Regions from separate parts of the Mus musculus genome. Here all the other regions are linked to region 1. The links are chromatin contacts, called in public HiChIP or PLAC-seq, Micro-C and promoter capture Hi-C maps. All regions are on one chromosome and are shown on one strand. Each heading gives the region's core, a stretch centred on a gene start, on an enhancer-like site or on the middle of the called end of the contact. The rest is flanking DNA. Distances are from core to core; before and after follow the strand shown. Region 1 holds the start of Pim3 (proviral integration site 3). Region 2 holds the start of Rabl2 (RAB, member RAS oncogene family-like 2). Region 3 holds the start of Shank3 (SH3 and multiple ankyrin repeat domains 3). Region 4 holds the start of C230037L18Rik (RIKEN cDNA C230037L18 gene). Region 5 holds the start of Mapk8ip2 (mitogen-activated protein kinase 8 interacting protein 2). Region 6 holds the start of C730034F03Rik (a long non-coding RNA gene).

What was found. Promoter capture Hi-C pulls out the DNA fragments that hold promoters and counts their contacts. A called contact is a pair of places that touch in the nucleus more often than the background predicts. HiChIP or PLAC-seq counts read pairs in DNA pulled down with a chosen protein or histone mark. Capture Hi-C pulls out chosen DNA fragments and counts their contacts.
Region 2: a contact with region 1 is called in an HNF4G HiChIP or PLAC-seq map of pancreatic cancer cells. The contact joins the promoter of Rabl2 here to the promoter of Pim3 in region 1. A contact is called at or near these places in 2 of 115 datasets of contacts at active chromatin or transcription factors (bone marrow-derived macrophages and pancreatic cancer cells).
Region 3: a contact with region 1 is called in a Micro-C map of embryonic stem cells, with 1.9 times the contacts expected there. The contact joins the promoter of Shank3 here to the promoter of Pim3 in region 1. A contact is called at or near these places in 2 of 39 promoter capture datasets (cranial neural crest and hematopoietic stem and progenitor cells), 1 of 484 Hi-C or Micro-C datasets (embryonic stem cells) and 2 of 115 datasets of contacts at active chromatin or transcription factors (extraembryonic endoderm stem cells and pancreatic cancer cells).
Region 4: a promoter capture Hi-C map of liver shows a contact between it and region 1, with 3 times the contacts expected there. The contact joins the promoter of C230037L18Rik here to the promoter of Pim3 in region 1. A contact is called at or near these places in 6 of 39 promoter capture datasets (the C10 cell line, liver, maxillary cranial neural crest and 1 more), 4 of 484 Hi-C or Micro-C datasets (B cells, CD4 T cells, CD8 T cells and 1 more), 5 of 115 datasets of contacts at active chromatin or transcription factors (bone marrow-derived macrophages, embryonic stem cells, large pre-B cells and 2 more) and 3 of 9 other capture datasets (adipose tissue, liver and pancreatic islet).
Region 5: a contact with region 1 is called in an H3K4me3 HiChIP or PLAC-seq map of pro-B cells, with 4 times the contacts expected there. The contact joins the promoter of Mapk8ip2 here to the promoter of Pim3 in region 1. A contact is called at or near these places in 3 of 39 promoter capture datasets (hematopoietic stem and progenitor cells, hippocampal neurons and pre-B cells) and 4 of 115 datasets of contacts at active chromatin or transcription factors (epiblast stem cells, large pre-B cells, pancreatic cancer cells and 1 more).
Region 6: a promoter capture Hi-C map of pre-B cells shows a contact between it and region 1. The contact joins the promoter of C730034F03Rik here to the promoter of Pim3 in region 1. A contact is called at or near these places in 12 of 39 promoter capture datasets (the C10 cell line, the HPC-7 cell line, cranial neural crest and 6 more), 6 of 484 Hi-C or Micro-C datasets (CD4 T cells, CD8 T cells, cardiomyocytes and 3 more), 9 of 115 datasets of contacts at active chromatin or transcription factors (the 230-238 cell line, epiblast stem cells, large pre-B cells and 6 more) and 3 of 9 other capture datasets (adipose tissue, liver and macrophages).

Annotation. Positions count from the first base shown.
Region 1 is chr15:88,859,766-88,864,906 of GRCm38.p6, forward strand. Pim3 (proviral integration site 3) reads left to right here and starts at 2,429. Exons shown (of 6, transcript NM_145478.2): 1 at 2,429-2,987; 2 at 3,073-3,182; 3 at 3,276-3,326; 4 at 3,414-3,783; 5 at 4,551-4,727; 6 at 4,810-5,141. The coding sequence starts at 2,903. The coding sequence ends at 4,997. Gm33049 reads left to right here. Exons shown (of 3, transcript XM_006521646.3): 3 at 2,068-2,741. The coding sequence ends at 2,715.
Region 2 is chr15:89,589,087-89,594,227 of GRCm38.p6, forward strand. Rabl2 (RAB, member RAS oncogene family-like 2) reads right to left here and starts at 2,837. Exons shown (of 9, transcript NM_026817.3): 1 at 2,734-2,837; 2 at 1,187-1,340. The coding sequence starts at 1,293.
Region 3 is chr15:89,496,605-89,501,745 of GRCm38.p6, forward strand. Shank3 (SH3 and multiple ankyrin repeat domains 3) reads left to right here and starts at 3,004. Exons shown (of 22, transcript NM_021423.4): 1 at 3,004-3,315; 2 at 3,611-3,814; 3 at 4,800-4,871. The coding sequence starts at 3,028.
Region 4 is chr15:89,473,134-89,478,274 of GRCm38.p6, forward strand. C230037L18Rik (RIKEN cDNA C230037L18 gene) reads left to right here and starts at 3,119. Exons shown (of 5, transcript NR_077233.1): 1 at 3,119-3,152; 2 at 4,126-4,286; 3 at 4,409-4,514; 4 at 4,737-4,876. Arsa (arylsulfatase A) reads right to left here and starts at 4,291. Exons shown (of 9, transcript NM_009713.4): 1 at 4,017-4,291; 2 at 2,375-3,522; 3 at 1,989-2,229; 4 at 1,654-1,872; 5 at 1,407-1,576; 6 at 1,095-1,219; 7 at 874-1,001; 8 at 536-638; 9 at 1-424. The coding sequence starts at 2,589. The coding sequence ends at 105.
Region 5 is chr15:89,451,711-89,456,851 of GRCm38.p6, forward strand. Mapk8ip2 (mitogen-activated protein kinase 8 interacting protein 2) reads left to right here and starts at 2,201. Exons shown (of 12, transcript NM_021921.3): 1 at 2,201-2,575; 2 at 3,474-3,579; 3 at 4,815-5,093. The coding sequence starts at 2,511.
Region 6 is chr15:89,427,309-89,432,449 of GRCm38.p6, forward strand. C730034F03Rik (a long non-coding RNA gene) reads left to right here and starts at 2,707. Exons shown (of 4, transcript XR_875570.1): 1 at 2,707-2,791. Chkb (choline kinase beta) reads right to left here and starts at 2,619. Exons shown (of 11, transcript NM_007692.6): 1 at 2,069-2,619; 2 at 1,741-1,849; 3 at 1,406-1,519; 4 at 1,103-1,236; 5 at 826-921; 6 at 649-707; 7 at 484-565; 8 at 253-361; 9 at 16-119. The coding sequence starts at 2,292. Gm44502 (predicted readthrough transcript (NMD candidate), 44502) reads right to left here and starts at 2,619. Exons shown (of 27, transcript NR_004843.2): 1 at 2,069-2,619; 2 at 1,741-1,849; 3 at 1,103-1,519; 4 at 826-921; 5 at 649-707; 6 at 484-565; 7 at 253-361; 8 at 16-119.

The sequences.
Region 1 (5,141 bases), core at 1,179-3,678:
GGTGTTGAAACCTGTGGAGCAGGGATGGCCTAAGGTCCACCTTCTAACAGGCTGGGAGCGGGGACAGGGCAGGTAGACAAGGGCCAGAAGCCATGGGTTTCAGATTCAGTCCAGACTCCCATGCAAATAGGGAATAGGCTCCACAGACAGAGCCTCTATTTGATAACCTAATTAATAGGCTGATGGGGTAGGTTATGCCCATTGCTGGTAGGGGGTGGGGCAGGATTATTTGGGGACACAGGGATTTCCAAATGCCTGTCCGGAACAGATGCATGGATAGCTGTTTAGATAAAGCCTCTTACCAGACCTTTCTTCAGGCCAAATGGAATATGACAAGACCCCCCCACATGTTGGATGTATGATTCCTGGGGGTGAGAGCCATGGCCTATTCTGATAACATCACGGGGCTTAGAAGGTTTGGGGTCCTCAACACACACACGGGCCCACAGAGTAATTGATCTACCACACAATAAAGATAAACCCCCACCCCCAAGTCCTCTAGTACAATGAAGGGGTCTCAGCCTACCATGGAAGGGAGGAGAGAGGAGCTATGAGTGACAGCACCATAAGGTAAGTTAGTATGGGAAGATTCGAGGTGTCAGGAGCACCCCTCAGAAGTTTAGGGACCAAGGATAGGGGGGTCCTTTCTGGTCCTGGTCTCCCAAGGCCAACTACAAGAGGAACTAGCCAGGGTGAAGGCCAGGATGATCTGGAATGAACCCGCTTAGAAATTCACTTGGGAACCAGGTGGTGGTGGAACACATCTTTAATCCCAGCACTAAGGAGGGAAAGGCTGGTGGATCACTGAGTTCAAGGTCAGCCTGGTCTACAGAGCAAGTTCCAGGACAACACAAAGAAACCCTGTCTTAAAAAACAAACAAACAGGAGAGAAAAAAAAAAAGAAAAGAAAATCACTTGGGAGCCGGTTGGTGCTGGTACACACTTTTAATCCCAGAACTGGGGAGGCAGAGGCAGGAGGATCTCTATGGGTTTGAGGCCAGCCTGGTCACATGCTGGGTGAGGGTCTCTAGGGAGACACCAGGGAACCCCAGCCATTCTTCACCATTGAATTTACTACCCACCTAGACAGTTCTCAAGGATCCCTCCCTCCCTCTCCCGAAAGACTGGGGTCCAATACAACCAGATTGTCCTGGCCAGGAGGAGCACAGGCCCTGTTGGGTTCTTAGCTGGTCCTTTGAAAGCACCCACAGGCAGACAACCCCCGCCCCTCCCCCACACCTGAGCAGGTACCCTGTAAACCCTGCTGATAGCTGGTATGGAAAGCTTTGTTCTTGGCAGATGTGGTCAGCTCCTGGAAAGCATGTTAGGAGACAGCCAGACAGAGCTCCAAGAACCTGAGACCTATTCCGAGGGCCTGAGTGTGTCCAGACTGTTGAGGGTCTAGGCCACAAAGACAGAAAGGGGGTGAGGAAACCAGGTGGGCCCCAAATAGTGTCAAGGCAGTAGGCGCCTCAGAAAGGTTCCAGAGAGAGAAAGTGTGGATTGCGGTGTTAGTGGAGGAACATGGATAAGCCAGTGGGAAGCCAGGCTCCAGATCCCCCAAGTAGTAGCAGTTCAGGAACGACAGTTGAATCGTTTAGACATCAAACTGAAGTCCAGGGAGCAATGGCTCTCAACTCATTCTCACCCAGCTATGACAGATGACAACTCCAAGTCCTGGGTTGCTCTTGGGTCAGTGACTTAGCCAGGGGTCAACAACAGTTGAGTCTAATTTCACTGGTGTCTTAAGGTATAGGTAAAAAGGACACAGGGAGACTGCTGTAGGCTGTGTCTACTTGAGCTGCTCAGGACGGAACTATGGGCATAATAGTCATCAACAAAGGACCTTTGGTAGTTGTGAGCAGCTAAAGGGACACTTTGTCAGATGGCCTTAGAGCAGAGGGACAAGTTCCCAGGAGGGAGGATCTAGGGTTTAGGAGGCTCTCATAAGTACCCAGCTAGGAGCATGAGATCTGAGCCTAGCTGATGGGCGAACACTCAAGGTGTGCTCCAGGGAGCTGAGGCTGGGTTGAGAGGTCTGAGGGCAATGCTTTCTCTGTCGCCCAGCCACGTGCGCATCGTGGCGCGCGAGCAGCGGGTGACGCACACAGAGCTAGTGTCAGCGTAGGCCTCAGGGCCGCACGACTGTCCTCCCGGACTTCCGCTTCTCAGAGGGGGCCGACTCCTCGCACACCCCCAGCCACAAACGCCCACGAAGAACGAGGGAACAACACGCGTAACTCGCGGAGCCGGAGAGTGACCTTCCTCAGCGCGGCCTGGGGGGCGAGGCTCGGAAGGCCCCGCCCTACGCTGCCATTGGCTGAGTCCCCGTGTCCTTTCAAAACCTCGATTTTCATTGGCTTATGCGGCCCCGCCCGCGCTGCCGGAGACATAAGGGGGCCGCCGCCCGCGCGCGAGCTGCGCGTGCGCAGGGCGGGTGAGAGCGCCGTGAAAGCCGCGGAACGCCGTGCACCTCCGCGACTCTACTACGGCAAGCTAGTCCGGACGGGTCGTCGTCCCCGCGCGCCACCAGCCCTTGGTGAAACGACAGGGAGCGTCCGGCTTCCCCAGCACCGCCCTGCGAGACTCAAAACAGCCACACCGCAAAGCGAGCCTCGGGCGGAAGGAGGCGGAGCTTCAGGCGGCCCCGCCTCCGCGGAAGGATACACATCTCCGTGGTCCAAAACCCCGGGGCGAGGCGGCCGGGGCGTGTGAGCTGCTCGGCCAGCTGCCGTCTACGCGCTTTCGCGCGGCCACCGGGCAACTGCGCCGCGCGGCTGCCCCGCTGAGCGCTCGGCCTCGGGGCCGTGGGATCCGCCGCGCTGTCTGCGGTCAGGAAGACCGCCCTCCCGCGTCCTTGCCGGACGGGTCAGAGGCGGCACCGCACGCGAGGCCACCCGCGATGCTGCTGTCCAAGTTCGGCTCCCTGGCGCACCTCTGCGGGCCTGGCGGCGTGGACCACCTCCCAGTGAAGATCCTACAGCCAGGTATGTGTGGGGACCAGGGAGGGGGCCTGGGCGGGGGCCGGGGGGTGGCTTTGGGTCATCATCAACCCGATTGTTTGTCCCACAGCCAAGGCTGACAAGGAGAGCTTCGAGAAGGTGTACCAGGTGGGCGCCGTGCTGGGCAGCGGCGGCTTCGGCACGGTCTACGCGGGCAGCCGCATCGCCGACGGACTCCCGGTGAGTCGTGGCTCCGGGCGCACCCGCGTGGACGATCGCCACGCTCGGCCGCCCGTCTGACCGCTCGCGTGTCGCCCCCTCTTTTCCCCGCAGGTGGCTGTGAAGCACGTGGTGAAGGAGCGGGTGACCGAGTGGGGCAGTCTCGTAAGTATGCGGGTGCGGGGCGTGCGGGTGCGGGGCATGCGGGTGTGGGTTGCCTTGGCTTTGTCCGATGACCGCCTTGTCCCCCAGGGCGGAGTGGCCGTGCCCCTGGAGGTGGTGCTGCTGCGCAAGGTGGGCGCGGCGGGCGGCGCGCGCGGCGTCATCCGCTTGCTGGACTGGTTCGAGCGGCCCGACGGCTTCTTGTTGGTGCTGGAGCGACCCGAGCCGGCACAGGACCTCTTCGACTTCATCACTGAACGAGGCGCCCTGGACGAGCCGCTGGCGCGTCGCTTCTTCGCGCAGGTGCTTGCCGCTGTGCGGCACTGCCACAATTGTGGGGTCGTGCACCGCGACATCAAGGACGAGAACCTGCTGGTGGACCTGCGCTCGGGAGAGCTGAAGCTCATCGACTTCGGCTCGGGCGCGGTGCTCAAGGACACGGTCTACACTGACTTTGATGGTGAGCAGGTGGTGCGGCGTTCCGGCGACTGTTAGGCGGCCACGCGCCACGCCTGGCTTACGGGAGGGGTGGGGGGGACTGGGGACACCGGGGTAGCCCTCTGCGGTGTGAGGGCGCAGGGTCTGGGGACGGTGGGTGGCAGCCAGGGAGACCCGCGATACGCGCGTGACGCAGGGCCCCCGCCAGCCGCCTCGGCGCCGTGGCCCCTCCCTGTGCCGGGGAGGGCGCTCGCGGGCCTCCCTTGCGTGCGTGCGTGCGTGCGGAGCGCGGGGGCGCCGCAGTAGAAATCCCCGCATTGCGGAGCGCGGGGAAGCCGGGGCTCCCCCACTCCTCTCCTCCCTCCTCCCATCTCTCCCGCCCCTCCTCTTTCTAAGCTCCTCTCCTCCCCTTTCCGAGCCTTGCAGAGCTGAGCAAGGCGAGCCGGGGCGGGAGGAGCTAGAACACCAGGCCTGGTTCCCAGTGGCTTACGTTGTATCTGTTTGTTGTGAAACTGGAGCCGGAGCTCATGTGACGCGCTCCTGCCTTGGGGCCTGTTAGGGGTGGGCCTTCACCTCCCCTTCACTCCTGTTCCTCCCCTGCCCTCCATGTCCCTCCTTTCCTGAGTCCCGCCTGCAGCTGTGTTGGGGTTTTTCCAGGGTGATGACAAGCAAGATTCTCAGAGGCCCCATGGAGGCTGGCTGAGAGCTAATGAAGGCCCGTTGTTCAGTGTGTTCACCCCCCAGTGTGTATATATCCTGATGTGTACCTAATCCCGATTCTTCCCTCAGGCACCCGTGTGTACAGCCCCCCAGAGTGGATCCGATATCACCGATATCACGGGCGGTCTGCCACTGTGTGGTCTCTGGGTGTACTGCTCTACGACATGGTGTGTGGGGACATTCCCTTTGAGCAGGATGAGGAGATCTTGCGCGGCAGGCTCTTTTTCCGGAGGAGGGTCTCCCCAGGTGTGTTGTAGAAGCTGGCTGGGGCCGTGTTGGGGGCAGGGCAGTGTTGCAGCAGGACTCTGACCCCCTGTTCTCTCTGCAGAGTGCCAGCAGCTTATTGAGTGGTGTCTCTCCCTGAGGCCCTCAGAGAGGCCCTCCCTGGACCAAATTGCTGCCCACCCCTGGATGCTGGGGACAGAGGGGAGCGTTCCAGAGAACTGTGACCTTCGGCTTTGTGCCCTGGATACTGACGACGGAGCCAGTACCACTTCCAGCAGTGAGAGCTTGTGAGGAGGAGAAGGGGCCTGGGCTCGGCCTAGCCAGCGCTCTCCCAGAATTGAACACTTTCTGCCTGGGATGTCTGCTGCAAAAGCAGTGACCTCTGACCCCTGGTGACCTTTGCTCTCGGCACCGGGCCTGTTTCCTTTGCTTTGA
Region 2 (5,141 bases), core at 1,587-4,086, 730 kb after region 1:
AGGGGCCTCTGGGCACAGACTGAAAACTGGCAGAGAACTCGGGAGTCCCACTGAAACTGAACAAGGTCTTCTCACCCACAGGCCTTCCTAGACACAGATTCTATCACGGTCTCTAACATCCTGCTTAACGTATGAAAGGGGTGGGAACTTCTTATATTCAAAATGTCTGAGAGGCCAGAACTGTGTTAGTCTTTTGATGTTCTGTTAGCTGCTTAGATTTTAGGCTAGTGCTGACTTAGGCCTTCCCTGGGCTTCTCGCCAGTCCAGATTTCCCTAAAGGTCTATCAATTATTAAGCCAACAACTGGTCTCCCCTTGCCTGACACTTCTGTTCTCTGGGTAATCTTCCAAATCCTTACTTTCATTGCATGGGATCTCACTGAGGTTAGAGCAACTGTAAGACACCACAGCTGAGCTTCCATGGGAGGTGGAGAAACGAATGTCTGTTCGGAAGCTTGCCCCAAACTAGCAAGACCCCTAGAAACCATTCATGGCTCTGTGAGTCTGACGTAGAATGTGAGGTGACCTGCGGACTTGAGGGATGGGAGACGAAAGTGGACATTTACGTAGGAGCAACTCTCCCCTCATCCTTTGAAGGCAGAGATGAGTGTGTATCCTCAGCACCGCACCCTGAGTGGGTGAGAGGCAGGTGCCTGATGGAGAGAAGCCAAAAGAGTGCAGATCTCCAGGTGGGGAGTTCTATACCTGCACAGGCAGGCTCTGTGCAGAATAATCCAGTCATTTACACCATTGCAGTCAGTTATCGTTCAACCTCGGGGTGGGGGTGGGGGGTGTCTCTCCAAGGAAGCATCTTTCCTGCCTTTATTCTACCTGTCCTGTTCCTTTCCCCATCCCCACTGCCCTGTTCCAGTAACCCCCCAACCTCACAGAGGCAGTAATATCGCAGTTGCCACCCCTCTACTATACCAGTAATTTCCAGGGCAATCCACCCAACAGCTCTTGTGAGGACTCAGAAGGCTCCCTGATTTCTGTCCCTTCGACTCTCTCTCATTTCCTCCTGAACACAGTTACTGACATTTCTGCCCATGCACACCTGGTCTCCCATCATGGTGCCCCCCTCACCAGCTCACAGAAACCACATACACTCTCTCCATCTCTGGAGGACCTTTCTCATCCACCCAGGGCCGCTCTGGGGTCGTTTGCTCTTCCCTGATTTTCTGACGTACTTGGACTTGCCCACCGCACTGTCCCCCAGGCAGATGATCTTCACGTTCTCATGGGTGTCGTACTTCTCCTGCTCCAGCTCACAGTGCCTGTTTCTGTCCCCTGCCATCGGCTCTTGTTGGCAGACGACTGCCAGCCCCGGGGTCTCGTCACCGTCTGGGAAAGCCGACAAGAGTTCGCCGTTAAGAGGTGAGAACTCCCCTCAACTAAATCTAGTTTCTTCTTCTTCCTGAGCAGCTGATGAGAGAGAACCCACATCCTGACAACTTGGCCACCATGCGCTGAGCCTGGGAGCTCTATCTCTGTCTCTGGAGTCTCCTGACATTTCTCATTGCAGAGGTGTCTGGGTCACACCTCTCTCCCTACCTTCTGTACTAGATTTACAAGTTCAGCATATATACATTTTCTATATACATATTTTTACTTGTAAAAACACAAGCAACAAACATCAACAGAGTGCCCAAGTCACATGGAAATCTGATATTTCGCAAAAACAGGCAGACATTAACTGTACAATCTATGATGCCTGACCCATTCATGACCACTTTCCTTCTCTGTCCCATTGCTGCCATCAGCATCACAGTCCCTTCACCTTGGTAATTCCTCAAAACTTTTATTTATTTATTTTTATTTTGCGGGTGTCCTTTTTAAACCTCTAGTGGCTTTCAGCCTTCCTAATGCTGCAACTAGTGGCTCATGTGGTGGTGACTCCCTCAACCATAATATTATTCCAGTTGCTACTTCATAACTGTAGTGATGAAAATATCTGTATTTTTCTGATGGTTTTAGGTGTGCCCTGTAAAGAGTGGATCATTAGACTCCCAAAAGGGTCACACAAGTTGAGAACTACTGCTCTGTAATTTTACCCAATTCCTAAATGTAGATGATACAAACAATACCATGTCAAGACTTTGTCCTGCACTGCCTAAACTCAGATATTTAACTGCTCATCAGTTTTGTAAACAGGAGACTAGGGCATATAGGAACGTTACACGTTAAACATAAACAGTAAACTAGTTCTATGCACACTTCTCATATTTCCACAAGTATAAGACGTGACTACTATCCAGTGTCAACACCAGTGCGTAACATCATCTCTAGCCCGGTCCACTCGTTTCATATTCAAATCCGATTCGACAAACACTGCTTCGAATGTACGAATGTACAATAATCCAGATTCTTCGCCAGCTGGACGCACGGCATTCACACTACAGCCTGACTGGGAGTGGTCCGTTCGAAAGCCAAACCCCGACTATCGACTCACAATGGAAGCCCTCAGTGACTGTCAGTGTCTTCGCGATTTACGAGGGCTTTCTTTCGTGGGACAAACGTTTTTTAGGCGCCCACCAGGCCTAACCCCTCATCTCCTTATAAAGGACCCGCGATCTGCGGTCGGCTCTCGGCTGGGTCTCCGCCTTCCCTCCGCCCCACCTCTCGGGCGGGTTCCCCAGGCACTTTCGGCTTCGCGGAGGCTTAGAGGGACCCGGAACACCGCAGATGCGCTCGCCCACCACAGCCCCTGGGCCGCCAAGGCAGCCAGCCGCCTTACCCGTTTACAGATGACTGCAGTCCCGCAGCAGCTCGGCCGCGTCTCTGCCGCTGCTACGCGACCGCACCAGGACCCCGAGCTGGGCTGTCCGGCAATGGCCCGAAGGACCTCAGCGAGGCGCGGGCTGGCTAGCGCAGTGCCTGTCTGTCTGGCACCTTCCAGGATGCGCATCTGTTCTACTGACCCGGGGATGACAGAGCGGATGCTCTGGCATACTGGTCTGCGGTGGGAGTGGGAACCGCAGGTTGGAGAGGCATATGGCCAGCAACAGGTTGCTGCAGTATGTGATGCCTTGTTTCTCGACACACCCCCCCTTAATTTATTTATTCACTTTCCATACCGGTAGCTGCCTCTCCCACCCGACTCCCCCTCACACAGTCCCTTCCCCCATCTCTTCCTTTTCTCAGAGAGTAGAGCCCCTGCACCCCTTCCCCGACCTTGGGTGTTCTCTCACCTTGGCACACTAAGTCTCTGCAGGGCTAGGTGCATCCTTTCCCACTGAGGCCAGATAAGGCAGCCCACCCAGCTAGAGGAATTCCACAGACGGGCAACAGCTTTAGGGGTAGCCCCCTCCCCACTCCAGTTGCTGGGGGACCCACATGAAGACTGAGCTTCACACCTACTGTGTGTGTGTGTGTGTGTGTGTGTGTGTTGTGTGTCCAACCGTGTATGCCCTTTGGTTGGCGGTTCAGTTTCTGAGAACCCTCAAGGGTCCAGGTTATTTGACTCTGTCAGTCTTCCTGTGGAGTTCATATACCCCCCCCCCCCGGGGGGGGGCCCTCAATCATTCCCCCAGCTCTTCCATAAGAGCCCCTGAGCTCTGACTTTCTTAATCTCTCTCTATATATGGAGGGGCAACTAGGGAAAAGCCCCCCTCCCCCCAGCCCTTGGGCTGGAGTAGTTTAGGGTAGGGGCAGGGGATGCTAGCCCTACCCTCTAACAGGTAGAGACTGGGCATGCTGGGAGAACCCAGGTCTGCATTGATATGTTAAATAGGCGCCTCAGTTAGCCAATTGCTTGAGACCTAATAGCAAAGATCAAAAATTATTTCACAATAAAAACTGTAATGTATCCGTGGTGTCTCTTGGGAGCCTTCGCTTTATGGACTCTTGGGGATTTACCTCAGCTTTACAACATGCTCCTGCTGCAGTGCCATAGAGAGTCTAGAACACTGCCTGAAATATTCTAGGTTCAAAGCTATTGTGCTCAGTGATGGATGAGTTCCAACACTGTGTGTGTGTGTGTGTGTGTGTGTGTGTGTGTGTGTGTGTTGGAGGTGGGAGTTCCTCACCTCAGGCTTCATGGATGTTGTTGTTGTTATTATTATTATTATTGTATATTCTCCTACCAGCATTTCAAACAGTATTTATCTAATTAGTATATCTTTGGATTATATCATGTTAAAATACTTGGTTTTTAGAAATTGGTGTTTTGAGTTGTTGAGTTTTGTTTTTCTTAAAAAAAAAAAAGGACTAAATAAATTTTGGCTTGGGATGAGGACAAAATTTCCAACAAGTTTTGAGATCACTCCAAACACACATCTGCTGCTTTGTGCGGTAGCAGCATTCTCAGCACTAATAATATCTAAACTATGAAATCAGCTATGAAAGGGGCTAAAGAGATGGCTCAGCGGTTAAGAGCACTGACTACTCTTCCAGAGGTCCTGATTTCAATTCTCAGCAACTACACAGTGGCTCACAACCATCTGTAATGGAATCTGATGCCCTCTTCTGGTGTGTCTGAAGACAGTGTACTCATATACATAAAATAAATAAATAAATCTTAAAAAAAAGAAATCAGCTATGAAAAATGTAGTATCAAATGTTTAGCCAAGATTTAATATTTTATTAAATAAAGCAATCCAGATATTGCTTTTGTCTTAAATAAATGGTAAAATTATATGCATATCAATGAATTATTGTAAAATAAAATAAAATTCCATATAGTTTATCATGGGTAAATGTTTGAGTTGTTTACCTATATTATATACCTATACATCTGTGTTTACCTAAAATTTACGGGGTGAAAGGGGCCATGAGCAGAAAGAATTTAAGAAGCTTTGGCCTAGATGACCTCATCTGAGCAGAAACTAGGAGAGGAATCCCATCCTGCCCCCAGTGCAGTTATGAGTTTACCTGGCAGAGGTTTGTGAGTAGCCCTTATGCTATGTATTCCCTAAGACCCACTGCGACTGAGTCCTCCTAGAGTAACTGATAGGGTTGTAAGATTGCTGTCAAGTCCTGGAGAAGGTTGGAGGACTGGATCACATGCAGCAGGGCAGGGCAGACAGCATACATGGACACTTGGGCCAGAAAGCCTTCGTGATAAACGGCTTGAGAGAAAGAGGGAGACTAGTTTCAAATGAGTCAGAAGAAGCACCCAGCCACCCAGTGGCTACACACACACAC
Region 3 (5,141 bases), core at 1,754-4,253, 640 kb after region 1:
AGGCAAATTACCTAGCAGACAGAGGAACCGACAGGGCCAAGCAAGGTCAACCAGAGGGCCAGTGGGTACGAATGGAAGTATGAATCACAGGCCAGAGTAAACTTAGGGTGTGGATGTGCTGAGCATGGAGATTTGGGCATCTCCAGGGGATGCTTAAGTAGTGGACCCATGGAAGTGGCCTGGGGGCAGCTGCAGGAACAGGGGGCTGAGGACGACTGCTGTGTATTTGCTCCCAATCCCATCCACATGCCCTGCACTCGTTACAAATCTTTCTCCACCCCCAAGTCTTTTGAAGCTGTGTAACCGAAAGTGCACCAGGAGGAGGGGAAGAAGTGTGTGGCTAGCCAAAATAAGATCTTTCCAGAATTTTGGCCCTGGTGAAAGGAAGGAATAAGCAAACCACCCTGGCATTTGAAGGTAGGGCCAAGGCAGTGTCCTGTCACCTTCCCTGGGAGATAGGGGGTCAGATGGGCCTGAGGGAGGGCAGCTGGGGCTGCTCAAGTGGCTTGGGAGAGGTAAGGAGGAACCTGAAGTTATCCTCAACAAAATAATTGCTAAAACACCTCTATCCTATTAATTAGCTCTCCAGGAACCCATTGGGAAAGACACCCATGTGTTTCTGGGCATTGTTACTGTTGTTGTTTAGCAGGGAGCAGGCTGGGGCACTGTGAGATTCACTAAGAGTGGGCCAGGCACTGTGCAGGCCACAGGCTTGATGTCACCCTGGGAGTGTGAAGGCTAGTTGGGGCCAGAGATGGGGGTCAGTCTGCAGGTAGCTGGTTAAAAAAAATACTTTCTCCCCCCAAAGCTTGGCAACAAAGATCAAACATAATTAGATTCACTCAGCAAGGGAGGTCAGGGGAGGCTTAAGGGCTCCCACGAGGTCCAGTTTGGGATAGTAAGCCTGAAAGGGTAAGACCCAGGGCTCTGGGTCCATTCAGGTCAAGGACATGTCTACAGAGTGCCCAAGGCTGGCCAGCTGCCTGATTGAGGACATGGGATTCCTCCACTCCTGTCTTATCACTGGTGATCTCTAGCCATCATTTTCCACCAGCAGGCAGCTAGTTTAGGGGAAAGGGGAGCTGGAAATAAAAGATGGGTGGAGATTTTGATGGGAGGGACTGGGTTTAGCCAGAGGGAGTTGGGGCAGGGGTCAAGGCGGAGAGGAAAGAGGCAAGGGAGGAAGATGTTAGAGACTCCAGGGTCAGGAAGCAGAGTTTCCTCTCTGGGTTGGAACACAGGAAACCCAGCCCCGAGCTTCCCAAGGTGCTTCCTGGAGATAAGGGAGACTCTTTCCTCTCCTGCTCCTCTGACATCCTGCCCTAAGCCCTAGGGTACCCTAAGTTGCACCACTCAGGCACACCTTGGGAGGGGCTTGGAGGTCAGAGCCTACTGGGGCTTCACTTCCCCAAGCACGGAGGGGTCCACCCAGGCTTGAGGGTAGCAGGGAACAGACGTACAGAGGCACTGGAGACTCAGCTCTGCCGGGTAAGCGGGTTTTTTAAGGGAGGTTCTTTAGGGAGAAGGCTCTCCCTCAAGGGGTAGGGATGTGGGAGTGAGCCAGGTGGTCCATGGAGGACAATGCTGTGTGGTTGCGATTGGTCAGAGAGCCCTATATGGAGTCATGAAACATTTTGGGAAAGTGGAGGATCCGTGGGGGAGTGCAGGCTGTTCTGGGGGGGGGCAGTCTAAGCCAATCACTGTTCTGTGTGGGGTGAGGGCATTTCTGAGGTGACCCAGGTGGTCAGGGGGTGGGATCTGGGGAGGCTCTATCGTGTATAGGACCAGGGTAGTCCAGGGTTATTCCTGGGATGCGCAGGAATAGCCAGTTTTGTGGGCGATCCAGGGTTGCTCACGGAGAAGGTAGGAGAGGCTGTGGCTAAGGGGATGCTTTCTGCCACTGGCAGAGTTCCCGGCCAGGCTGCTCCACAAAAGCTGTCCAGTTTGTGCCGCCACCGATGAGTGGCTCTCTGGGGCCTTTAGGGGGTGAGGTGTAAGTCTAGGTATGCGGGAGAGTGCAGTGGAAGGCAGTAGACACTACCGAGTAGGGCAATTCATCCATTCAGGGGCTACACCTTTCTGGGCCTTGGGAGCTAGGCCCCCGTGCGTTGGGCACTTCCGAGGCAGCGCCGGGCTAAGGCTGGCACGCCACGCGGGCGGCGCCTGAGTTGGTTCACTCGCAGCGCTCCCCTCCCCGCCCACTCGTCACCCCCTCCCGCGTTGCCACGACAACGTGTGAAACTAAAATTCAGTTCCCCGCCGCAGGTGGAGACTAGTGGCGCCCCCTCCCCTAAGCCTTTCCTCGTAGGTCGCGCCCCCAGCCTGCTGTCGCTAAGGTGACGGGGAGGGGGCGACCAGCTGCAAGGTTGGGCTACCCAAGGTGCGGGAGGCCCGCAGAGTCCGGACAGACTCCCCAAACTCGGTTGTGGTGGGGGCCGAGAGGAACACCCTGGGCGCGGTTAGAAGGGTTGGTCTGGGGGGAGCTCCCGTGGACTGCAGCTCCGCCCTGCTCGCGCCTGGGGTTTGCAGCCCTCCGACTCCCACCCAGCACCGTGCTCGGGTGACCCCACCACCTCCTTGGGGTCTGGAGTGGGGTCGGCAGACTGGGGAGATTTCCACCCCGGGTCACCAATTTTCCTGCTTGTCTCTCCCTCTCAGTCGGCCTGTGGGTCCTCTTGCCCCGACGCGTTCCCCACCCAGCTCTAGAACCCTCCGTCACCCCAGTACGGTGGTCTGCGACGCTCGCCTGCAGCGGAAGCGCGGCGTGCCATCCCCCCGCTGTGTCAGCCACTCCCCCTCGACAGCCAACCCCCCCCCTCTTCGGCGCGGGCCCCCGGCCCCCGCCCTCTGCACCACACGCCCACGCCGCCCCGACCCCGCGGGGGACCCCAGTTTCCCGGCCCCGGGCTTCCCATCCCCGCCTCCGGCGCGGCCCCCTCCCCGCCTCCGCTCCGCTCCGGGCTCGGGCCCCCTCCCCCCGCCGCCCCCGCCCCCGGGGAAGGCAGGCGCCGCTCGAAGCCGGGGCCGATGCAGCTAAACCGTGCCGCCGTCGCCGCCGCCGCTGCGCCTGCGGAGCCCCCGGAGCCGCTGTCCCCCGCGCTGGCCCCGGCCCCGGCCCCCCCCGGCCCCCTCCCGCGTAGCGCGGTCGGCGGGGCTCTTGCGGGGGGTCAGGGGGGGCCAGGGCGCCGCGCGGAGTCCCCGTGCGCTCCTCTCTCCGCCGGGAACAGTCCGGGCCCGGGCGCTAGCACCGGGATGGACGGCCCCGGGGCCAGCGCCGTGGTCGTGCGCGTCGGCATCCCGGACCTGCAACAAACGGTGAGCCTTTGCGATCTCGCCGTACCCCTGTGTGGCCCGCTAGCGGTGACCCCCGCCGGGCGCGCCCTGCGCCAGGACCCCCGGCCGTGGCCACTCGCCCCTCCCCCGCCGCCTCCGCGGGACCCTCCCCATCGCCGGGGCGGGGCCCTGGAAGCCCAGCCCCGGGGCGGGGCCTCGGCCTCTGCGCGGTGGCGCGGGGTCCCTGCTCTCGCTCCCCAACTAGCCCTCCAAAGCGGGGCCCGGGGCGCGGGGCCCTGCGCCCGCAGGTCCGGGCTCACGACTCGCTCCGCTGCAGAAGTGCCTGCGTCTGGACCCAACCGCGCCCGTGTGGGCCGCCAAGCAGCGTGTGCTCTGCGCCCTCAATCATAGCCTTCAAGACGCGCTCAACTACGGGCTATTCCAGCCTCCCTCCCGGGGTCGCGCCGGCAAGTTCCTGGATGAAGAGCGGCTCTTACAGGACTACCCGCCTAACCTGGACACGCCCCTGCCCTATCTGGAGGTGCTGGGCCGACTGGGGTGGGGGTGGAATGGAGCGCTCAGGGTGTGATCTTTGAGCTCCGTGGCTGGAGCAGTAGAAGGGCAGGCCGGGAGGAGTTGGCGACAGGCGCGGTGGGGGGCTGTGTGCAGCCTGAGCAGTGTGCTGAGAGACCGAGGTGGGTACACCTCGAGTGCAGTGGGCAGGGTGAAGTGCAAGCTGCCTGTGTGGTAAGTGGTGTGTTGCAGCTTAAGCATGGAGAAACAGTGTGAGCGCCGTGTGTAGAGCGCTTGCAGCGAGCAATCTGGACAGCACACAATGAGCACATGCATGCCACACATGCACTGCACTCGGGGCGTGTGTGTGGTGCGAGCGGTTTAAGAGTGAGTGCGTTAGGGGTCATGTGGTGCGAACAGTGTCACTTGTGTGCACATTTGCCTCCTCTTGCCACTCACTCCCATGTCTTCTGAGGTTAGCCCAAAATAATATTAACACCATTTGTGACATATAAAGGTGATTTGAGTGCCATTCCATAGGGACGGAGACCTAGTCTCAATAGGAAGGGCTCGTCCTGTGTGTGTGTGTGTGTGTGTGTGTGTGTATACACCAAGGTCAAAGTTGGTCTGACCCTCATGGAATTTCCACCAGGAATTGGGTTATTTCTACTTGGAGTGGAAGTGTCTAGGAGAAGCTTAGTTTCAGATCTTGGGAGAGCAGTAGAGTTTTCCAGGTCCCAGTGGTGGAAATGAAGCTGACTTGAGCTGTGGGCCCACCAGGCCATTAGTTGGCCAAGTACTTCTCTGGACTGCCCATCGTTTCTGGGTAGTAGGTGGTCAGTAGCTGTCACTTCATTTCTGTCCACTCTGTACGTGTGTGTCTGGGACTTGCATGGCTGTGCGGGAGTGACACTGTGGGCAGGAGGGAGGCAAGCAGCCCGAGGTGGTAGCCACCTCTTGCTCACATGGGCCTGTGTGGTAGTCTTCTCCCCACCTTTTCTTTATCTGAGCAGTTCCGATACAAGCGGAGAGTTTATGCCCAGAACCTCATAGATGACAAGCAGTTTGCAAAGCTACACACAAAGGTAAGGAGGCAGTCCCTGGAGGGGACTCCCCATGGCCACTGACTGTCCCCATGCTGGCTTGACCCAGCCTGCTTTTCCCCCCAAGTTGATTTCAGGGCCTGAGCTGGAGCTGGGCATGCTGGGTGGGCACAGGCTCCATGCCCATGGCTGGTCCAGTGATAGGTTGCAGCTTAATCAGATATTGGCTGGTGTAGGGGTGAGAGCCTTGTTAGAAGCTTGGGGGCTGGGGGGGGGGCAGGGCAGGGAAGCCAATAAGCATCCAATGTGTTG
Region 4 (5,141 bases), core at 1,869-4,368, 610 kb after region 1:
ACTACACACTTGTCCCTGTCCCTCTGGTGAACCATCACACACTCAGGACAGGGCTAGGGGTCCTGGGCTACCCTTGAAGGACCCCCGTGATTTCTCCAGTCCCCTCAGGACTGGGAGCCTGGGCAGTGGCAGCAGACAGGGTGGGGAGTGCAGCTCGGCTGACAGCAGATCTGTAGGGCAGGGTCCTCGCCCTTGGCTATCTGGCTGGGGCCAAAGGTCATGGCTGCATCGTACTGGGCCTTGAGGAGTTGGATGTGTTTCAAAGCCTGGAGGGCTTCTGGGGAGACCCCCTCTATACTTTCCAAAACATTGTAGTTCTCCCCAGGGTCCTGAGATAAGTCGTAGAGCAGTGGGGGCTCATGAGCCGTCAGACGGTTGGCAGCATGACAGGCAGGATCTGAAGTGGTGTCACTGTGGGCGGAGCCTGGGGATGGGGGGGGTGTCAGCTTTTTACATAAGGAGGGGCAGAGGACAGAGCAGCTGGGGGTCAGCAAGCCGGGCTAGGGAGGGGAAGCCAGGAAGGGAAGCAGGGTACCCTGGGTGAAGAAATGAGCCTTGTATTTCCCATTCCGAACAGCAAAGACCCCATGGATCTCGTCTGGGTAGGGCGGGTAGAAGAAGACAGACTTCCGTGGGCTCTGAGGGAAAAGTCAGGATGACAGGATAGGAGAGATCTCTAAAAGCTCTTGTGTATCGCCCTGTTATGGGACCCCCACCCCCACTCCCCGCTTTGGCCCACCCAGGATCCTGAGAGGTGATACTCAGGGGCCACTCATCAAAGGAGACATGAGGCATGTACTCTCCGGCACTGCCCAGTTTCATACCTAAAGGAGGACCAGCATGGGGATGGTGTCAAGGGATGACTGGCCCTACCTTGCCTGTGCCTAGCAGCAAGGGGCTGATGTCAACACCATCCAAGGTGACGTTGGGCAGCGGAGCCCCGGTCAGGGCTGCCAGGGTGGGCAGCAGGTCCAGAGAGCTGGCCAGCTCATGGGTTACACCTGTGGACAGATGGCTGTTCGGCCACTCCATTCACCATCGAGGCTAGGGAGATGGGGGCCATGGGTCTACACAAAGAGGGCTAGGGGACTGACCAGGAGTAATGTGACCTGGCCAGTAGACCAAGGCAGGCTCTCGGACGCCACCTTCAAAAGTTGTTCCTTTTCCACATCTCAAGAGGCCAGAGCAGCCGCCATTGGACATGCGCATCAACTCAGGACTGGGACACACAAGGAAGTCATCAGTAACAAGAGGCTAAGGACCCTGCCCCACTGCTGGTTATGGATCACCATAACGTGCCTAGCACCTCTCGAGTCTTTTATACAGTCAACAAACAGCTAGGGTGGAAGTTACCCTAGAGTCCTGGCCTGTGATAGAGCAACGAGTATCCCTTGCTTGGCTCGTACCCGTTATCTGCAGTGAAGATGACTAGTGTCTCTTCCAGCAGACCGAGGTCCCCCACAGTTGTCATCAAGGCCCCTACAGCTCCATCCAGCTCCATCAAGGAGTCCCCAAATGGCCCACGGCCTGAGCGCTTGGTGAAGCTTTGTCCACTGAACTGAGGGTAGTGAGTGTGCTGGGGGCAGAGACTGGAGTCAGCACTGGCTGGGTACAGGTCTTGGGCAGTCAGGGGGCGGGGCCAGGGTCACTCACGTGGGAAGCGTAGTACAGGAAGAACGGTCGGCCCTGGCGCTGGGCATCAGCCATGAGGTCTCGGGAGAAAGACACATACCGGGCCTCCAGTCCAGGCAGCCAAGGGGGCTGGGCCTCCACTGTCAGGTTGGCCAGTAGTGGGATGGGAACAAGGCCTTGGTCACAGCCACCTTTGCAGGGGATGTCTGGTGGGAAGCACGTTAGGTTCTGACAGGGACCCTGGGGAGAGCAGAGAGCGGTTAGTGTGAGGGAGGACTGGCTACGGGTTAGGGTACAGTTGGTATGCGGGCTTGGGTGTGTGTTGGGGGGCAGCAGAGGGTCCGGCTGGTTTGTACCTGGTCATGGGAATATGGGATGCCCAGGAATCGGTGGAAGCCCTGATGCGGGGGCAGGAAGGCCCCCTCTGGCCCCACTCCAAGATGCCACTTGCCAGCCATCCCTGTAAGGTAGCCTCGAGCAGCCAGGACTTCGGCTAAAGTCACCTCCTCCAAGGGCAAGCCCCCTTGGGAACTGGGCCCCAGAACTCCAGGGTACATGCCTGATCGAACTGGGAGCCGGCCAGTCAGGAGGGCGGCCCTGTAGTACAAACCACAGAATCCATTATCTGCGAGTCCCACAGAGATGAACCCAGAGAGAAGAGGGAGAATGGTGGACATACCCACAGAGAGACAGAAATGGGATGAGCCAGGGGAGAGGGGAGGGGCAAAGGTCCCTCACTCACCGAGATGGCGTGCACAGAGACACAGGCACATAGAAATCTGTGAACCGTAGTCCACCTTCAGCCAACTGATCCAGGTTAGGGGTGGTAGAACTGGGGTGCCCATAGGAGCCGAGGTCCCCATAGCCCAGGTCATCCGCAAAGATCAGCAGGATGTTAGGTGGGCTGGCAGTGCTCAGGCCTGCAGCCAATGCCAAAAAGAGGGTCCCCAGGGCCATGACAGAGATACAGATGGGCCTGTGTCCTCAGTCCCTTGGTAGGGAAGGCAGAGCGATTCCAGCAGGCTCGTTCCTTGAGCGCCCAGGCCAGCCCCTACCTGAGGCCCCAGTCCCGAGCCCTCCTCCTCCCCTGAGCCGCCAGACCCAAATAATCCTTCTGTCTGTAGGTCCACTCTCTGAAGCTCCAGCGAATCTGTCAGAACTCGGAAGGGGGTGGCCTGGGGTGTAACTCCACAGAGCCCCTAAAGGACCAGGGCTTCATTAACGTCACGAGCGGGGATCTGACCCTGTTCACCCAGAGGTGCCAGCACAGGCTTGGGATCAGGAGCAGAAGTCACTTCACATTGACCCGGGAGGCTCCAGCGCCATGGGACAAGGGCGGTTCGAAATTGAGGAGGAACTGGTGGTAGACAGCGTCGATCTCAGGCAGTCTCGGATACGCCCGCGGTCACGTGACAATTGGCTGACCCAGAAGGGGCGGGCTCTGGGACTGGGCGGTACAGAGTCGGGGCTAGGTGGAGCTGGGACCGGGCGAGGCGGAGCTGGGGAGCCGAGCCAAGCGGGTTTGTGTGCCTATGGGAACCTTCCGGGTGGGGCTGCTGCGGACCTGGGACCGGGGCGGGATAGGGTGAGGCTGGAGATTGCTCGCGTGCTCCCGATCCTTATCTGCGCCGGTTGGGGTGTCCCGTGCTGGGCTTGGTAACCTTACGTTCTTTGCTCCTGCGCGCTAGGCTCAGGACTGCCTAGCAGTGCAGCACTACAGCTATCTGGCTCTCCTGCTGTGTCGCTCTTAAATGCGTGTCTGGAGTTCCTCTGGCGAATGGTGGGCTGTTTGTCTCATTTCCTCTGATGAGATACTTGAGGGATCCTTGTTGAAAAAACATCAGCATCCCCCTTCTGACTGAGCAAAGAGGCAAAAACCATGGAGTCTGACTGCAACAAACCAGGAAGACAAATCTGATTGGCTGCTGGCTTTTTGCTCACAACCACCTTTGGTGAATTTTGTGAAACACAATGTATCAAATTATTTAAAAAAATCCTTTCCCTTCTACACGCGTAACTGGTGTTTAAGGTTGAGTGTGTGTGTGTGTGTGTGTGTGTGTGTGTGTGTGTGTGTATCTGTGGTGTTAGAGCTGGGATGTGTGTCTGTGAGTCTGGTGTTTGAGAAGGGTTGCTGGGTTCCTGTGTGGTATAGCTTAGGGCACATTAGTATTGAACTAATGGGAAGACAACATGACTTGTTTCTAACTCTTCATTTATACATTATTGAATATAACCTTTTTTTCTTATCAGTTTTAACTGTTAAGGGAGACTAACAGATATATCCCTCAGAGGGTGGAAGGGTGGGTTCTTAGTGTACTTTAACATCTAAAGGTCCCTGTGGTAACTGGACTTCCCAGATCTCCCCGCCCCCAAAAGCCCCTGACCTGAGTCACTTTTCCGGAGCAAGTCTCTTCCAGGGTATTTCCTTGCAGGTGGCTGTTCCTAGGGAAGTCATTTGTCCAGATTCTTGGCTTTGATTCCTCTCCAAGACAGAGTGGCACTCTAAGACCTCTGGCGTCAAGATGGTCACGACCTGCGCACCCAGGAAGGAAGACGCTGGAGCCAGGGGGGAGATAAACAGGGTTCTGGAAGGGCCTCCCGACTACAGTAGCGGATCAGACTCAGGATCACCCAGTGGTCTAACACAGGCTCAGGTCAGGAGCAGACAACACGTGACACTGAGTTGAAGGTGCCCTCTGGCAAGCAGAATGAGGGTGGTTCAGAATGACGAGTAAACTGGTCATTGATTTATTGATTTTTTTTTTTTTCACTGAAGCCTGGCTCTCTGGGCATCTGGAATTCTCCCGATGAAATCTGCAAGAAACTGCAGGAGGAAAGTTCGAAACTGCAGAGACCCCAGAGATGGCACAGGAAGGAGCTGGGTCTGACTGAGGCTACTGCACACCTCATGTGAAGTGGGGGGTGGCTGGGGGCGGGGGGGGGGGAGCAATCTTCAGTTAGTGGCTCTCTTAGTGTCACATTCCAGCACGGTTTCTGGACTTGTGCACGGGTGGGGGTTGCCGGTAGTCCTTCTATTTAGAGTCAGGACAGAAAGCTCTTCTGTGGCCCAGAAATCTTTGAAACTGTATTTGGATCTCTCCCAGCTGGTGGCCACTGTGAATTGTAATTTGAAAGGAATCAACCAGAAGCACTTTCTTTCCGTTGCTAGCTGGGGAACTACCCCAGGACCTGCGCATTATTCTCTGGAGAGCCCGAGTGGGGTTGCGATGTTATGCAAATCGAGGTACGTTTCCCCTGGGTTCTTGGGGGACTCAGGTGTGTGTACACGTGAAGGTTGCTTGGGCTCAGCTCTGACCTAGAGCTGTGGAAAACTTGGAAAGAGGTATCTGCCTGCCGCCAGCTCTGTTCAAAGCTGAGCACTGAAGGCCAACCTGTCTTTAGAGATGTGAACTCTCTCCCACCCCCACCCCCCCTTTTTTTTCCCACAGAGCCCCAATTGGAAGTAGCCTGCTAGGGTTGGTTCAGGAAGTGGCTTCAGATGATGCCTG
Region 5 (5,141 bases), core at 951-3,450, 590 kb after region 1:
ACTTAGCTTTCCCCACCTCAGCATAGTAAGAGCTGGGATTACAGGCAATGCACCACCGTAGTTGGTTCTGAGACAGTATTTAAAGTGTGTATATATATAACGGGAAAGTGTGTATATATATGTTTTTTTGAGACAGGGTTTCTCTGTATAGCCCTGGCTGTCCTGGAACTCATTTTGTAGACCAGGCTAGCCTCGAACTCAGAAATCCGCCTGCCTCTGCCTCCCGGGTGCTGGGATTAAAGGCATGCGCCAACACGCACAGCGGGAAAGTATATTCTTAAGAGGTAATGTTTGTCAGATTCTTTTCACTAATGAAATAGAGATTCATGTAATTAAGACCAGTGAGCCTCAGGCAGAGAAGACATGTTAAATAAATCTACACGAAGATACACTGGATTGAAGCCTCAGAACACCAGCAATGGAGATGTTCTGCGTGCAGCTGAAGAAGACAGGGACTTGTCAGTGTTGCAGTAGCAATGGATGTTGAGGCAAGAGGGAACGTTAACATTAAAACAGTGAAGTTGGGAAACATTGAGCATGATAGATAAGAGGGCTCCAAGCCAATGCCAGCCGGTCAGGAGGCTCTCTCAAAGTCTGCTCCGGTAAGAAAGGTATGCGAGTCACTGCTACCCTCTCATACATCATTTCTCTCTCTCTCTCTCTCTCTGTGTGTGTGTGTGTGTGTGTGTGTGTGTGTGTTCACTCTGCAGCCCTGGCTGGCCTTGAACTCACTATGTAGTCTAAGCTTACAGAGAACCACTTGCTTCTGCTTTCTGCATGCCAGGATTAAAGACAGGAGCCACTATGCCCGACTGTGCATTTAGAAGGATAGATGTTAAGTGATTGTTAATAAATCACTGTGCCCGGGGTTTATGTGTGTCACAGGACCTTTATTCAGATGGAGAAACTGAGTTCTGGTGCATTGAATAATTGCCTCATGTTCGGAACGTTGGTGGCTAAATGAAGATGGGTAACCACTCTTAGATCTTAAGTCTGGAGAATCTGTGCTCTTGGAGCCAACGAGAAACCCCACAGGAGAAGTGGGAGGTAACCCCTCCCGGGGTTGTCTATGCTTTTGGAATCTGGGTGTGATCATTTGATAAGAGAGAGGCTTGTGTGGGGTTATAGTCTGAGATGAGTTCAGGGTTGTACAATTCCAGTGAATTCCGAGAAAGCCTGGAGAAGTCACACTCGTTGGCAATTCAGAAATTAAGAAACTGGTTGAGCAGGGTGTCTCACCTGACTATCTGAGTCCCTTCTGCTCTGTGATTTCCAGCCGTAACACTCTAGTGTCTCTTTCTTCCTTCAAAACTTAATTCCAGTGTGAGGCTCCCTACCCCTTCTTCTCTAGCTTGTCCATCACTACTTTGATCTTCTGCCTCACTTCACAATTGGCTCCATTTCTGCCCTGCCTCTCTACACAGAACTTCTTAGTAAGCCTATGCCTCAACTTGGAGGTTTTCCATACTCAAAACAGAGCCAAGAGCATAGGTGGCCCCAAGAAACAGCTGCTCAGTTGATGAACATAGCCTCAACTTCTAGTGTCCACCACTATCTCTGCCCAGGATCTTCAAGTCTGTACCACACAGAGAAAGTTCAATGTTGGCTTCTGAATGCTGGACTCTGATTCCAGACCTCTTCACATCCTTTGAGACAGAGTCACTGTCCCGGTTCCATTAGCACTGTCAGGATAATAGCTGGAGTCAGCAAATCTTAAGGAGAAGTTTCTTTTGACCTCATCAGCACCCAGTGGAGAACAGCTCCGACGAGCTCTGATCAGCACCCTCGGGTGGACAGCTCCCTCTGCCACCCGTTAGGAAGTCTAGCGGGTTAGTAGGTCTAGCGCGGGTTAGGAGGTCTGGGTGGGTTAGGAGGTCTGGTGGATTAGGAGGTCTGGTGGGTTAGGAGGTCTGGTGGGTTCCTGACCAACTCTGCTTTTCGAATTTGCCGGGGCATGAACGCTGTTCCTAAGTCCTCGCCCATCACCCCTCCACGAGCAGTCCACCTCCCAGGAGCACTGCACACCGCTGTAACCAGAGGCGCGCATTCCCGGGCCGCGTTGGTCCTGGCTCCTGGGTCTACCGCACCCATTTCCCCCGCACCTCTCTCGGCTCCTGCAGAAACCTTTGGTCTACCAGCGTGTCTCTGCTTCCACCTATCCCTTCTCGCCTATTCCACGCTAGGACCACGCAAGCCGCCCGCCAGCTCTCCCGACCAGAATCTCACCACCACCGCTACCACCACCACCTCGCATCCCGCATCCTTTCTCGGCTCGACCCCCATTCCTCCGCCCCCACCTCAGGCCCCGCCCTGCGCCACTCCCTCCCCTCACCCCTGCGGCGCGGCTTGCTGCCGCGGTGTCCTGGCAGGGCGCTGAGGTGTGTCGCCGACGGGTGTCGCAGGGCGTGTCACGAGGTGAGTGGGGAGACAGAGGCCGCGAGCCTGAGCACCAAGGGCGCGCGGTGCTCCTCACCCCTCCCCCTCGCTGCCGGCCGGCGGTTCCAGGGAAGATGGCGGATCGCGCGGAGATGTTTTCTCTCTCCACCTTTCACTCGCTGTCGCCTCCCGGCTGCAGGTACGCATTCGGCGGGTCTCATCTTCACGTAGGTCTCTTCGGCCTGCCACTCCACCCCATCGACTTCAACTACCCAGGCCAGGGCGCCTCCTTGGTTTGCAGGCCTCTGACTGATGCTCCCATCCCCCACCCTGGGCTCCGGGTCCTTCGGTGTTTGCTCCTTGTCGCGCAGACCCAATGGCAACCCCCCCCCTTTCCCACCCCCACACAGAGATACACATTCACTTTTCTTGTTGGGATACCGAACCGCACCCAGCCAGGACCGATGACCTAGCAAGGGTGCGGTCTCTCGATTGACCCTTTGAGGGATTTTAGGCAGGGTGTTCAGCACCTAGTCTGTTCCTGCCAGTGTCCTTTTGGCCTTGTTATGCCTCCTTCCATAAAGGCTAGGGCCTTGCCCCTAGCCCTCTTCCCTCCCAACCCCCCCTCCCCCCAGGACGGCAGAGAGTGAAATCAAGCTTGAAGCTCTGGGGGTGAGATGGGGAAGTTGGGATTGGAGGGGCTGGATGTTTGGATGTAGGCCTGTTTCTGTGTAGGAGTGGATGGGGAACAGCTGGACCCCTCCCTCTCCTGTTGTCGCAGCTCCCCCCCCTCCCCCCCCCCCCCCCCGTTGGTTCAAGGTATCTCCCCTGAGGCTGAAGCTGTGACCCACAGGGGCTGGGAGCTGAGCTGAAAAGGAGTGGGAGGGGTTTGTGGAGGGATGCCTCCTCTGGGCTCATTCCCTGTGGTGGAGGAGGGGACCCAGGGGAGAGCAGTGCCTGGGGTCAAAAAACGACACGGCTTTAGCATGGGAGCTGGGGGCCCTGGGAGCTGGACCTTTCCCACCAATGTCCTCAGGATCAGCTCTCAGGCCAGGAGCCTAGGTCAGGTGGCCTTCTGACCCTGGCCTCCTCTTCAGGCCTCCCCAGGACATAAGCCTGGAAGAATTTGATGATGAAGACCTGTCTGAGATCACGGACGACTGTGGCCTGGGCCTTAGCTACGACTCGGACCACTGTGAGAAGGTGGGGAAAGGGGCTGGGTGTGTAGGGTCTGAGTATGGAGGAGGTTCACACAGGCTCAGCCTCCCTAGCATGCTTGTGGGTTTAGGGAGTCTTGAGTTCAGCTGCTGTGCAAAAAATCCTCTGCTCTTGCTGATGGCCCCTTGGTGCCAGTCTTCTTTCCTAACACGCCGTAGGCCCTTCAGAGGCTCTTATTTGGCAGATCTACCCAGCATAGTGCCACAAGAGGAGGTGTGCCTGGGTGCTCCTTCTTTAGATCACTCCCCACAAAGCTCTAAACCCTCCATTTTCTCCCAAAACTCAACCTCTGTGGCCTCTCTAGCTCATCTCCCTTTAAAATCTTTCCCTTTCAGCCCTTCTGTCTATATGTTTCCATTTCTGCTTGTTTTGAGGAAATGCCATGTGTCAAGTGGGGGGGGGGGTGCTTTACAGGCATTGAGCAGAGCCAGATAGCAGCCCCACCCCACCAACTCTCAGTTTAGGGGGGGAAGGAGGGAGGGGGCGGGAGGGTGAATATAAGTGAGAGATAGTGATCACTAGTATGCCAGTGGCCCCGTTCCAACTGGACACAGAGTGTGATGATGGGGACGGGAATCCAGTCCAGACGGAGGGAACCAGGAAAACTTCCCAGAGGAAATTTTAAGTCACAGAACCCCGAGGTTAGCAGGAACCAGGCAGATGGGTTTAGGTAGGAGGGTGTGGAAGAAAGGAATTGCTGGCAGAAGGACTGGCTATGCCAAAGACCCCGGGGTTGGTACAGACTTGGTGAATCACCAGCGCTCCATGTTGATGCATTCTTCTGTTACATCTTATTGATGATGTTCCCATGGGAGTACGCCAGTGCAGTGTGGATGCGACCCTGTTCTGGTGGTCTTACAGTCTGGTGTGTAAGTCAGGAGCTGTGAACTGATAAAATGCTACAAAGGCAGCAGGCTGGCGGTGTACACATGATGGGGTCTGGGGATGAATAAAACTGGGAGGTCAGTTGGGGTTACTCTGAGAATGTCTCCAAAATTTGGGCCCTTCCCAGAAGTACAGTGATCAATCTGTGTCTTAAGCAGCTTTTTTGTTTATTTGGTTTTTTTTTGTTTTGTTTTTGTTTTTAATCAAACAAACCTCGCTCTGATGATGGGGTACAGTGAACTGGAAGGTACTCTTCAATTTCCTGCTTCCTCCTCTTCTACTGCCGGGGACTCCAGGTGATTGCTGTACTCTGTCTTGTCCCCTCCTTCCTGCAGGACAGTCTCTCTCTGGGCCGCTCGGAGCAGCCACACCCTATTTGTTCCTTCCAAGATGATTTCCAGGAGTTTGAGATGATCGACGACAACGAGGAGGAGGACGATGAGGAGGAGGAGGAAGAGGAGGAAGAGGAGGAAGATGGAGATAGGCAGGGCAAAGCAGGGGGAGGGCCTGGTTCACAGGCACTTGCTGGAGACTCCCTTATTCCCTCTCCTTCCCTAGAAGAGTCCCACAAGCTCCGACCCACCACTCTCCATCTGACTACACTTGGAGCACAGGTGAGCTTTCTGAGACATATAATACTCCAGTTGAGTTTGGAGCCTCTG
Region 6 (5,141 bases), core at 1,457-3,956, 570 kb after region 1:
CCCCTCCTTTCTCACCGACTGATCTCTAGCAGCAATTCTTCTTCCCGTTTCTTCTGTTCCTCTTCGGAGAGGATCTCACCCTTCTGAACCTCTGCCAGATAATGGCGAATAAAATGGAGCTGAGATCAATGGACAAGAGTCAGGGACTGGGGAGATTGGAATATCACCCTCTGTAGCCTTTATTCCTCTTTTCGAATGAAACAGAACAGGAAGCCAGAAGGCTTTTCTCTTCCCAACCTCCAGACTATATACCTGCTGTTCTCTAGTGGGGTAGTCCGTGGGTCTTGCTTTGTAGAAAGGCCATTCTTCATAAGTATAATCATAAACCCACTCACAAAAATGATTCCCAATGTCAAAGCCCCTGGGAGGATAGAGCAAACATTCAGTCCATGGGCAGCGGGGCTGTGGAGGTGAAGGGCCTGGCCTGTTTTGCCAGGACCCTGTAGGAACAGGACCCACAGGAGGCAGTCCTCCCACACTTACCTGTAGTTATAACTACTGTACTCAAAATCAACCAACATGAGGTTATCATCACTGTCTGGCTCTGAAAGCAACAAGATGTTTCCTAGGGGAATGGGGATTTTGGTCACTTCAGGGCATGCTGCCCTCTTTCGGCGTGGGCTCAAAGACTCACATACATTCTCCTACCTTCCTGGATGTCATTGTGGCAGAAGACCACTGGTGACGGGGTATCGTCTAGTAACTTCCTGTAGAGGTAGAGAGGCGTAGGCTATAAGGCCTTGTGACTAGCCCTCAACAAATCCTGGAGAGGACACTGATAAATGCCAGTGCCACCCACCCGCCCACTATGTCATCCGCCTTCACCTGAGGCTGTTCATCTCGTCCTTGAGGCTGTACATCTCTACCAGGTTCATCTGGGGAAGGCTGGTGGAAGGCAAGTCCTGGATCTGCTTCAGGTACCTGGAAGCCGCCCAAACGGGAAACATTCTGTCTATCTCTCCCCACCCCCTTCTATCGACTCTTCAGGCCAAATTGTCCTGTCACTGGGCTTTGGCTGGGAAACAGAGTCCATGATACTGGGGTATCTATCCACTCAACTAGAGGTTCAGTTTTAGATGCACGGATCCCAAACTGGACTCACCGCTCCATGGTCCCAAACAACCATCGGGGCTCCTTAGTGAAGGGCATCTCCATACCATGGAAACGGGCCATCCTCGTTGCAATGGCTCCCGACAACACTGGGTCCCGGAGCTCTTGAGTTTTCAACGGCCGGCTCTGTACCCAGTAACCTATCAGGGTGGTGAGGGGGCTGGGGCGGGAGGGGGAAGGGATACGGGATGGGAGGAGATCAAGGTCTTAGGGAAATTTCCCTACCTGGGATGTGAAGGCAGACTTTGGGAAGGGTAAAGACTTGGGGTAAAAACAACAAAAACTGGGCTCTTACTGGGAGGTACTGTTCCAAGCGGCCCTCTGGAAACACTCCGTAAAGCTGGGGCCCTAGAGACCGCTCTGCGAGAATGGCGAACATCACGCTTTCTAATACCAAGGAGTCTACACCCTGATAAAAGATGTATGGCAAAGGGGCTCATGTCAGAAAAAGCCAGAGGTACGTGGGTACTGGCCCAAATCGGCTTCATCTACAATAGCTTGGACTTCTGCTCTTACTGACTGAGAATTCTTGAGCTTCAGCATATTCAGCTACACAAATAAGACACCACTTTCTGCACCACTTGCTCCAGATGTCCGAACTCCCAAGTTACGATCCTTCTTTTCCCTCACCTGCAGGATGGCCCCGTAGAGTCGTAGCAGCACCTCCCGGGGCTCCCCGCCCACACTGGGTACGTGGTTCGGTAGTGAGCATCGGAAGAGCAGGTTGCTGAGGCCTCCGCTGCAGATCCACACAGGTCAGGCTCAGCAAGGGTCGTCCCCCCGATTGGTGGGACCCACTCTAGACACCCTTCCCGAGAGGACCTCCCAAGTCCCGAAGGGGGACCCCGCCCCCCAGCACAGCAGGCTGCAGACCTGCCCCCACCCCCCACCCCCCCGCGTAGCACTGACGGCGACCGAACTGGGAGTGTCCCCAGGGTCCCCAGGGCTGACCCCTGACCTCACGGGACAAACGCTCAGCTCCTCCGGCCGCGCTCGGCGCCAGGCCCCGCCCAGGTACTCCCGGCACCACTGATAGGCTCGGCGCTGCGCGTCACGGGACAGCGAGGAAGCGCGCCGCCGATTGGGGATTGGCTCTGGGCACTTAGCATCCTGCAAACCGTCCTTGGGCAGGCCGCCGCCGACAGCCCCTCCTCCGACTACCCCTGTCCCGTCTGCCGCCATGACGTGGGCTCCGTTAGGTTTAACGCCTGCCGGTGCTCAGCGAGCCTCAGGTGAGGTTGGCTCCTTCCGGGTAGGCTCGGTTCCGCTTCCCGGAAGCCGCAGAGTCTCTGGGCGTCCTCGGCTCTTCGCGACTGCCTTCGGCTTTCTTGGTGGCTCCAGTCCTGGGACCGTTTCCAAGCCAGATGCGATTCTCAGGGCTGCGGCGCTCAAAGGCAAAGAGGGACGGCAGCTTTCCCTGAGTGGGGCGCGCTCGGGCCACGCCCGATCCGCCTATCAGTCTCTGCAAAAACAAGTTACTGCGTGGACTGTGTCCGGAACCAAGGAAGTGACGTAGGCCAATCCCGAGCGCCGTGGGCGGTTGGACAGTAGCTCCGCAAAGCTTACGAGCCAGGCTCTGGCCAATGAATGGACGATGGTAGTTTGCGGCTCCTTTATAACAGCTGCTGTGTGAGACACTCTACTAGGGAGTAGATTAGCCGAGCCTGTGGTGACAGTTGGGGTAAGTGAATGGAAGAATGAAAACGTAGGTTCTAACGATTCCCCTTTCCACAAGGCAGCAGGTGTATATGTGATGCTGGAAGGCGTAATAAGAATCAGTCCGGCGTGTCCAGCGCTGCATAGACCGCATGAGCGCCATTAATGTGACCCAACACAATAACTTAAAGTATTTTTCTTTCTCGAGAGAGTGTGTCTCTCTCCTGTTAAATATCGGGAAGAGGGAGACGTTAATGGTCAGCTTAGAAAGGAAGCTTACACAATCCATAATTCATCTGAAGGATGAGGTTTATTAGAATGAAAGGGCCTCAAAGCTACGAGTTTCGGTGTAGGGGAGGGAGAATTGAACATGAGACCTTAGAGTTAAGAAAAGACTTTCCTTTAAAGTCTAGGGATGGGGCTGAAGAGGTGGCTAAGCGGTTAAGAGCACTGATCCCTCTTCCAGAGGTCCTGAGTTCAATTCCCGCCAACCATGTGGTGGCTCACAACAGTCTGTATGTAATGGGATCCGATGCCCTCTTCTGGTGTGTCTGAAAATAGCCACAGTGTACTCATACACATAAAAAATAAATAATTCTTTTTTAGAAAGCCTAGGGAGTGGGGGCTGGCGAGATGGCTCAGTGGTTAAGAGCACTGACTGTTCTTCCGAAGGTCCTGAGTTCAAATCCCAGCAACCACATGATGGCTCACAACCACCCGTAATGAGATCTGACGCCCTCTTCTGGTGCGTCTGAAGACAGCTACAGTGTACTTACATATAATAAATAAATCTTAAAAAAAAAAAAAGGGAAGAGAGTTCATTGTGCGGGTGCGGGGTGTGTGTGTGTGTGTGTGTGTGTGTGTGTGTGTATAAGAACGCGGGGGAAGCATTCAGGAAACTGAAATCGGTGGTTAATTACCTGTGAATCTGAGGACAGTCTAGTCTATATACTGGGTTCCAGGCCAGCCAGGCTACATAGTGAGAGAAGAAAGGTGGTAAGAGAATTAATGGGGTGGCAGCAGAGGAGCCAATCAGAGAGCAGCCTTAAGAGCAATCTGTGAAGCAGACAGCTGAGGTGTTTCCAGACCGATCTCCTAAAAAAAAAAGAGAGAGAGAAAATTGACTTCAAAACAAAATTTTTTAGAATTGTCAAAACCATGAGCAGTTTTCCTACATGGCCCACTGAGAGCTGGAGAGAGGCATCCCCTGCTCCAGGCTGTGGGAGCTGGCTTAAAGATGTAGGCTATCTCCCCTTTAATCCCAGCACTGGAGAAGCAGAGGAGTACAGGGTCAGGACACAGACAGATAAACGTGCAGGTGGGTATTTTAACTTCCTTAATACTTTGGACCGTGAACTTTGTGGAGAATGAACTTTGTAGGTGGTAACATTGTTTTATGTTGCAATGTTAAAACTCTGGACCAGCCTGGAAATGTTAGGTGGTGTTTTTATTTTTTATTTTGGCTAGCTTTTGAGCCTGGGAAAGAGTTCTAAGCTCTGTTTTCTGGGCCGAGGTTCTAGGTGAAAGTGGCCTTGATTCTGCTATCTGACTGACCAGACCATATCTTTCCAGCCTTTTTTTTTTTTTTTTAACATAACTACTCCTATCAGGAAGTCAGGCCTGGGTTGGCATAGCTTGTCCTTTGTGACTTACTAGAGGTCAGCTTCTTAGCCTGTGGGACATGCATGACCCCGTGAGGTTGGCTGAATGTAGGGATTGGTGAAAGATTTGGCGACAGTAAAGGTTTCTGAACAAATAATAACCAGAAATTAATGTAAAATAAATCAAGACAAAGGAATTCAAGATGTTTCTGACCACTAGATAACTGAATTGTAGCCTTGGTTTTGAGCACACAGCATGCGTACTTCATGTGGCCACACCAACTTGGCTAGTATTTGAGACTGTGGTGTACTGTTGAAACAGTTGGTGACCCGGTGACGTAGGTCTCCTGTCTCTGGCCAGGTTCTTGGCCATCCTTCCTCCAGGAATGGACTGGGAAGACAGCAAAGGAAAGCATGAGCAACTTTATCTGCCTCGTGGACATAAAGAGTTCCAAGGGTCTCGATGAATGGCTCCAAACATATTTCTGCTATTTTGTACTTCATATTTAAAGCCAAACTCTCAGCACTGAAAATCATAAAGTAAGAATATCAAATTTGAAAAACTGTTACTGTTCTGTACCCCAGGGTATCCAACATTCAGCCAGAATTTAATGTTTTGGGGTTTTTGTTCGGTTTTTGGTTTTTGGAGACAGGGTTTCTCTGTGTCGCCATGGCTATCCTGGAAGTCATTGTACAGAGTGGTCAGGGTGGTCTTGAACTCAGAGGTCTGAGATGCCTCTATTTCCTGAGTTCTATGGTTAAGAGGTATGAGCC